2 separate regions of the Mus musculus genome follow, and region 1 is linked to region 2. A link is a contact called in public HiChIP or PLAC-seq data. All regions are on one chromosome and are shown on one strand. Each heading gives the region's core, a stretch centred on a gene start, on an enhancer-like site or on the middle of the called end of the contact. The rest is flanking DNA. Distances are from core to core; before and after follow the strand shown. Region 1 overlaps Galnt17 (polypeptide N-acetylgalactosaminyltransferase 17). Region 2 overlaps Galnt17 (polypeptide N-acetylgalactosaminyltransferase 17).

Evidence for each region. HiChIP or PLAC-seq counts read pairs in DNA pulled down with a chosen protein or histone mark.
Region 1: a contact with region 2 is called in an H3K27ac HiChIP or PLAC-seq map of VIP interneurons, with 3 times the contacts expected there. The contact joins two enhancer-like sites. A contact is called at or near these places in 1 of 484 Hi-C or Micro-C datasets (nephron progenitors) and 2 of 115 datasets of contacts at active chromatin or transcription factors (VIP interneurons and embryonic stem cells).

The regions. Positions count from the first base shown.
Region 1 is chr5:131,164,634-131,168,325 of GRCm38.p6, reverse strand. All of the region lies in intron 1 of Galnt17 (polypeptide N-acetylgalactosaminyltransferase 17), which reads left to right. Among named protein-coding and RNA genes, the nearest start is that of Gm40338, 82 kb to the right of the region's middle. Within about 2 kb of position 2,390, at least 18 of the 459 cell types and tissues checked have an H3K27ac peak or open chromatin away from gene starts, as enhancers often do. A contact at or near this core is called in VIP interneurons, where this site is marked.
Region 2 is chr5:130,936,525-130,940,487 of GRCm38.p6, reverse strand. The region is part of intron 6 of Galnt17 (polypeptide N-acetylgalactosaminyltransferase 17); the gene reads left to right. Among named protein-coding and RNA genes, the nearest start is that of Gm40337, 83 kb to the right of the region's middle. Within about 2 kb of position 1,342, at least 62 of the 459 cell types and tissues checked have an H3K27ac peak or open chromatin away from gene starts, as enhancers often do. A contact at or near this core is called in VIP interneurons, where this site is marked.

The DNA.
Region 1 (3,692 bases), core at 1,141-3,640, 230 kb before region 2:
CTAAGATTTCCTAAACAGCACCATCAACTGAAGGCTAAATATTCAAATATCTGAGCCCATGGGAGACATTATGATCAGCACTACCACAACCCTCATTTCAAAAACCAAAAGGCACAACAATAACAAAACAAAACAAAACCTGAGGTGTTTTTGTTGTTGTTGTTTTTGCTTTGTTTCGTTTTTTATCATCTTCTTGGCATTCCAGAGCTTTGGGGATTTTTTCAGATTAGAAAATGACTGAAATTAATGTCACTCAAAACCTGTGGATAGAAATCTACAATGCTTTGGGAACAGTTGATGAAAGCTAGTGTTTTATACACACACACACACACACACACACACACACACACACACACCCCTGTTTAACCCTTCTCCTGGAAATAAAGCCATATAAGGCAAGTGTGTACCTGCAAGGACCAAAAGAGGGAGTTGACTCTGGGAACCAGTGGGTATTCGGTGGTATTGAGCTATCTGACAGATAGACTGATTGTCCACACATGGACACCTGCAGATTTCTCTGGTCTAGGTGGAGAGCTATTTTTTTTTTTAATAGCTCAATGTCCATCCTACCCTGGGTCAGTTCTTTTTTCACTTGTATGGTTCTCCAACCAACAGGAGGCTAAGTGATGCAATTAACCTGTATGATACAATTAGCCTGTGTGATAGAATTACATGTTCTCCATCCATCTGCTCCAAAGCAAGGCCTGATGGCTGCCAAGCTCGTCCTCTCGTCATTAGAAATATTCATTTCACCCACACACTTGGTGCATTGGCAGCCGGAACAAGCCAGAGGCATACGTTAATCACTTGCACACACAGGGTGAGGCAGGAGGGGGCATGTTTGTGCCAGCGTTTGCTTGGCAATGAGAGTGAAACTTGGGCCCTTTTGGTCTTCTTCATCACAGTCAAGTGAAATCTGAATGCATATTTTCTTCCTTTTCTTTTTCTTTTTTTTTGTTTTGTTTGTCTACATTTTTAAAATTAGCACTCACAATGAATTTTCTTATAACGTCTCCTGTTATATTTATTATATTCTGTGAGGATAGTCTCTCTCTCTCTCTCTCTCACATACACACACACACACACACACACAAACACACACAGAGCTCTATCTTCTTTCTCCCTCTTCTACTCCAATAGTCTCCTTCCTTTCCTCTAAATAATTCCCCTCTTGCTTTCATAACTTGTGTGTGTGTGTGTGTGTGTGTGTGTGTGTGTGTTTAAAACTTAGATTCTGTATATGAATGAATACAGCAGGTTTTGTCTGAGTCTAGTTTATTTCACTTAATGTAAAGGTCTTCAGTTCCTTCTATTTCCTTGCCAGGGACAAATTTTCATTCCTTTTCATGGCTGAATGAAACTCCTCTGTGTGTGCACACATACTGCATGTCTTTATACATCCATCCATTGATGGACACCAAGTCTGGTTCCCTATCTTGGTGACTGTAAATGATTCTGCAGAAATCTACATGAGCATAGAGGCTTCTGTGTGGTACACTGACTTAACCCTCGGGAGTGGCATAGCTGGGTTACAGGGTAGCTTTACTTAGGGTTTTGATTCCCACAGTAGTTTTACTCTGTCCATATCACAAGAGTAAGGTTATTTCCACCAACATTTTAACAGTGCATTTTCTTTGTTTCTTATTCCTTCGTTCCTTCCTTCCTTCCTTGCTTGTTTTTTTTCCTTCCCTCCTTCCTTTTCCCCTCCCTCCTTTCCTTCCTTCCTTAAGACAGTGTCTTACTTTCTATATAGTCCTGTCTGTCCTGGAACTCATTTTGTAGAACAGGCTAGTCTTGAACTTACAATGATCTGCCTACTGTTGTCTCCTGAGTGCTGGGATTAAAGGCACGTTCCACCCTGCCCTTCAAGAGTGCATTCAATTTAAATTTTTATGTATATGGGTGCTTTGACTGCATGTATTTCCACGTGCCTCAGAGACCAGAAGAACATGTCAGATCACATGGGACTCGAGTTACAGATGATTTTGAGTCACCCTGTAAGTGCTGGAATTGAACCCAGGTCTTCTAGAGGACCAGCCAGTGCTCTTAATCTTTGAGCCATCTTAACAATCTCAAGAGTGCATTTTTTAAAACAGACTGGGTTGTTGGCAAGTGAAGAAACCCAGGTTCTAGATGCAGGCTAAATAGCTTCAGTGACTTGAGCACATTCAGTCTCCTCATGGAACCTCGATGTCCCTACAGGCTGAATGAGGATAAAATGAAATAATCTTTGTCGAAAGATTCCAGGAAGTACAAAGTTCATAATACATGTAAGACATGCCATTTTGAATAAAATAGCAGTTTGGGAATTTATGGACGGTTTGTTCCAAAGGTACTTGGAGCACATCGCAGTGATTCATCACTCCTGGAACTGAAAAGGCTGCGTGAACAGCTCAGCTAATGGACACAAATGCACTTCTAGTGTTCCGAGCTGCAGGGGATGCACCACCAGGGAACCTATTATTCATTGTGCTGTCTCCTAGGCCACAATCCAACAGTACATAGCCGTGTGTTACCAACTGAGGTTTGCACCCTCCTGCCCCCAAATTCCGTGGTGAAGCCCCAACCATCAGTGGGACAGTATTGTGTGACTATTTTCTGAGATGTGAATAGGCGTCTATTCATCCCAGAGAGGCATTGATGATGAATCAAAGAAACAAGCCAAATCAACAATAGCTCAGTGAATCGTGAGTTTTTCAGGGTTGCTTACAAGAGTGTGAATATGGTGACGCACTTGTATCACTCCAAACCCCAAGTCCTCCCCAAGCATGGGTGACAACTCATGGGAGCTCTGTCCCTGTGCACGCAGCAGGCAGCTTAGTGGCCAGAGGGTCTTCTCTTCCCTGCAGTTGTTACTGTTTTAATAGCTTTGGGGAGGGAGTGCTGTTAAGTTTAGGGAACTTCCTGAGATCTGTGATGTTAGCAATTTCCTCTGAGATTAAAACCTGCCTACTTGGAGTTCCTTCCTTAATAAACTGTGCTTTGGCAGGAAGGAGAAACAACGGGGTACCCTAAGGGACATGGGGAGGAACTCTTTAAGCTTAGGAAGTAAATAAAGCAAAATGCCTTCAGGAAGTCCTTGAAACTGACTAGATTTGAAAGCTCTCCCTTCCCCCAGCTCCTGTAGGTAAGCAGTAAGGACCACTAAGAGACATTGTCATGTACGCCCAGCTGCCTGGAAGACACAGAGACCAGGCGAATTGCCTAGCACAGTGGTTCTCAACTTCCCTAAAGCTGCTTCTACCCTTTCCACAGTTTCTCATGTTGTGGTGACACCCCCCTCCCCCCCAGCTGTAACATTATTTTTTGTTGCTACTTCCTAGCTGTGATTTTGCTAATGTTATGAATCATAATGCAAATATCTGTGTTTTCCCATGGTCTTAGGTGACCCCTGTAAAAGGGTTGTTCACCCCTAAAGGGATTATAAACCATAGGTCGAGGAATGCTGGCCTAGAAAACAAAACAAAAAAAAAACAAAAAAACAAAAAGTAGACCAGCTAAGGTGCCTGGAAAAGATGCTCTCCTACATGCTGTGTGGGCCTTCAGGTCCAGCTTTTGTGAGTTATCACTCATGCTTGGGCTTTGGTGATACAGATGTCTTAGAGTCACTGCTGCTTCTATAAGTAACCTCCCACCTACAGTCCTGTAAGTAACCCCCAGCCCCCCCCCCCCAAAAAAAAAACTTCGTTCAC
Region 2 (3,963 bases), core at 93-2,592:
AAAGGCTGGACAGTGGAAACCTGAGAACATTCTCACAACTTGAAGCAGGAAGATGGCACTTCACTTGAACAGGAAGCAACAGGAAAGAACAGGAAGTAGGGTGAGGCTACAAACCCTCAAAAGCCCACCTCCAGTGACATACTTCCTCCAACAGAGCTCTACTTCCTAAAAGTTCCATAGCTTTCTTAAACAGCACCGCCAACTGGCGACCGAGTGTTTCGAACATGTGAGCCTAAAGGAGACGTTTCACATTCAAACCACCACACACACCAGCACACCCATATCCAGCCACATCTTGGCTTTTAATTGTTTACCCCACCTTTCTGTGGAAGTAATCAAGCCAAAGACCTGTTCTGAGGAGATGTGAAGAAATGTCTGTCCGCCCTAGACAGGGTGCAGACATGAACAACAGAAACAAGTATTTCCAACCAGGGGCAAGTTGGTGAAACAATGAATTTAACTGGAGTTACCCTTCTGAAGTTAAGTGCATATAAAAATAATCTGTTGATGCTCTGGGCTGACCTCTTCATAGTCTGCGTGTGTGTCTGCATATGTGTGCATGTGCGTGTGTGTGTGTGTGTGTATGCGTGTGTGTATGCACATGTGTGTTTGTGTGTTCATTTTGCTTTTTCTTTCTTTTTCTTTTTTTTACTTCTTAGTATGAATGGCTGACCTGGCCTTCAGCATCATGCCCTTCATACATTTATTCAAATTAATTTTTTTTCATTTTGAATCAAAGGAATTCACAGAGATGAGAGTGTGGTATAGCAAGCCATTGTGTAGATGTTCAGCTAAAGCATGGGCTCTTTAGCGTACTGGCTAAATGAAAGGTACTGTTGTATTAATACATTTAATTTGACATAATTACTTGGCACAATGAGAACCTGAAGTGATCTATTCCTTCCAGAACATTCATTACCCCCACTGTGACAGACAGTGAGAACATGCATCCCTGCAACCGTTTCCTTTGGGAAGGAAAGGACATTTGGGCTGTAACATTGACGGAAAACCAGGATAATTTTCCTCTGAGATTCCTTTGTTCCCTTTCCCCTGAGCTTCTTCATCCCACCCATGTAGATGTCAGCTGGGTTGGGGGAGACCTTCTGCCTAGCTGTGCAGCATGCTCTTGGTTTGCCAGTCCCTGGGAATGGCAAGCACTTCTTTTTCTAGGTCAGGGAATAAAAATTCTAATCCCAAGCTATCAGGTCCTTAGGTGTGAACAGATCCTCCCCTGGGAGTCCCAGCCTGAAGGTGGGTCACTCTGGCCATTCCACTCCCCTGTCCCTAGACTATGGTAGCCCCTGCCGATGCTGGGAGGCCTGGCTTTGAATCCAAGCCAACCTTGGTTGCTGGTTCCAATTAAAAAGCAATTGCATTCCCAGCAGTTCAAGACTGCAGCCAAAAATACAGCCTGTTCAGAAAAAAAAAAAGCCTGGTCTTTTTTGAGAAGCACTTACTCCACAAAAGGGCTAGATGCTGCTCATGACAGCCAGTGACAACACAGTCAAGTGTGGCACAAATTTAGACGTTCAAAGATGAAACCAAAAAGGAGCCAGTTTGCCCTGGATTATCTGGTGACAGCAGTGAGATTTTCTGTTGGTTTTTGTGTTCTCTCTCTCTCTCTCTCTCTCTCTCTCTCTCTCCCTCCCTCCCTCCCTCCCTCCCTCCCTCCCTCCCTCTCACTCCCTCCTTCCCTCCCTCCCTCCCTCTTTCCCTCTCTTTCCTACCACATTTATTAGAGGATAAACAAGAGCTGACCTTTTGTCAGGCAGCAAGGAACCAGAACGATTGCATTAAGGAAATCAAAGGCGAGAAGGTCAGAGGGTCACCATTAACCACACTGGGGAGCTGTCATCCGTGGCTGCCTCAGCCAAGTGGGCATCCATCTCTCCAGGAGTGGTCAGTCTGTACTCCCTGGGAGGGCCAATAAGCAGGCAGAGCTGGGGGGGGGGGGTGGACGACAACGACTGCAGACCACATGTTCAGCTTTCTCCACAAGTGGGATGGTGGTGCCTCTGTCCTAAAAGGCTGTTGGGTATAAAAGCTCATCCACTCGGAAGGAAGTTAAGAACCCCCTAACTAGATGTGCATGCCTGCGGGCCTGCCTGTGAGCTCAGCATGTGGGAGGTGGAAGCAGATGGATTGTGAGTTCCATGTAAGCCTGGGGTACTCAGAAAGACTGTTCCAAAAGGAGAGGGGAAGAGGAGGGGGAGGGAGGCAGAAGAGGGGGAGGAGGAAGAAGAGGAGGAGAGAGAAGGCAAACAGGAGAACCAGACAAAGGAAACAAAGAGGGAGGGTCCGCCAGAGGAGGAGGAAGCAGAGGTCTGTCTAGCTTGTCTCAACTGGTTGATGCTCCAAGTTTTCCTTGAGAGTTTTATTTTCTTTTTTAAAATGTTAGCTATTTTGATTTTGATTTATGTGTATACATGTGTATTCTACCCGGTACCTGGAGAGGCCAGAAGAAAGTATCAGAACCCCCTGGGGCTGTTTTTCCAGGCTGTTGTAAGCAACCCAATGTGGTTACTGGAAACTGATCTTGGGTGCTTGTATGAGCAGCAAGTGCTTTGAACCACTGAGCCATCTCGCTTCTCAAGACTCTGATTTTTCATGTAAGTAATCTGGGGTTTTTATGATAAGACCATTCAACTATATCACCCACAAAGCTAGGATTTCCAAACACAGATCATCTTGTAACCCATAATTTGGGAATGTGACTCAGATTAAAGTCGATCAACCCATTTCCGGTAGGAAGGATGTTGAACCTGGGCTTGGGCATGGTTGACACACCTGCAATCTCAGTACAGTGGATGTAAAAGCAGGATTATGACTTAGACTGGGCTCCAGGAGACCTTGTCTAAAATTGTCAACAACAAAAGAAGAATGAAAGGAAGGTTTTTGTTGTTGTTGTTCATTTTTTTTCCCCTGTTTGAGACAGAATCTGACTGTCTTAGGGTTTTATTGCTGTGAGCAGACACCATGTCCAAGGCAACTCTTATAAACGACAACATTTAATTGGGACTGACTTACAGTTTCACAGGTTCAGTCCATTATCATCATGGCGGGAAAGCATGGCAGCATGCAGGCAGACACGGTGGTGGAGAAGGCTACATCTTGATCCAGAGGCAGTCAGGAGACTGTCTTTTGCAGGCAGCCAGGAGGAAGGTCTCTCTTCTACACTGAACCCTGGGAGCCCTCAAAGCCCGCCTACACAGTGACACACTTCCTCCAGTGAGGCCACACCTCCTAATAGTGCCATTTCCCATGGGCCATGCATATTCAAACCACCACATTGACTATGTAGCCCTTGCTATCCTGGTACTTAATATGTAGTCCAGGCTGGTCTCAAACTCACATAGATCAGCCTGCTTTTGCCTCATGAGAGTGGTAATCAAAGGTGTGCACCGCCATGCCTAGCAAGAAGAAAGAAAAGAATAAATGAGTGAAGGATTTATTTTGGCTCAGTTTCAGAGGTCCAGTTCATGGTGAGGATGGCTCCCAAGTGCATGGGTAGAACCTTGTAGTTGTAGAACATATGCTGGAGTCCTTTCTTTACTTCTTAGCAGAGAGGAAGCAGAGAAGTGAAGATAGATGGAGGAGCCAGGGCAAAATGTAACCAGAGCACATACTCTTAGTTGCCTACTTATATCTCCGGCTTACCACTACTTTCCAATAACAGCATCCCATTATAAATCCCTCAAAGAATACATTGGTTGCCTCAGAGTCCTCAGGATCTTCCATTGTCTTTGAAAGTTCCCTCCCGGTCACACCATGAAGCTGTGCTGTCCTGATCTCCTAGGTATGTTTTAGTCCAATCAAATTGACCATTCTATGTCTTGTGAAGAAGGTGCCCCACTTATCTCCAACCACCAACTTGACACAACCTAGAGTCATCTGAGATCCGAGGGGAGGCTCAGTCAAGGGAATTTTCAAGTGATGCGGATGTAGAATACTTTGCTTTGATTT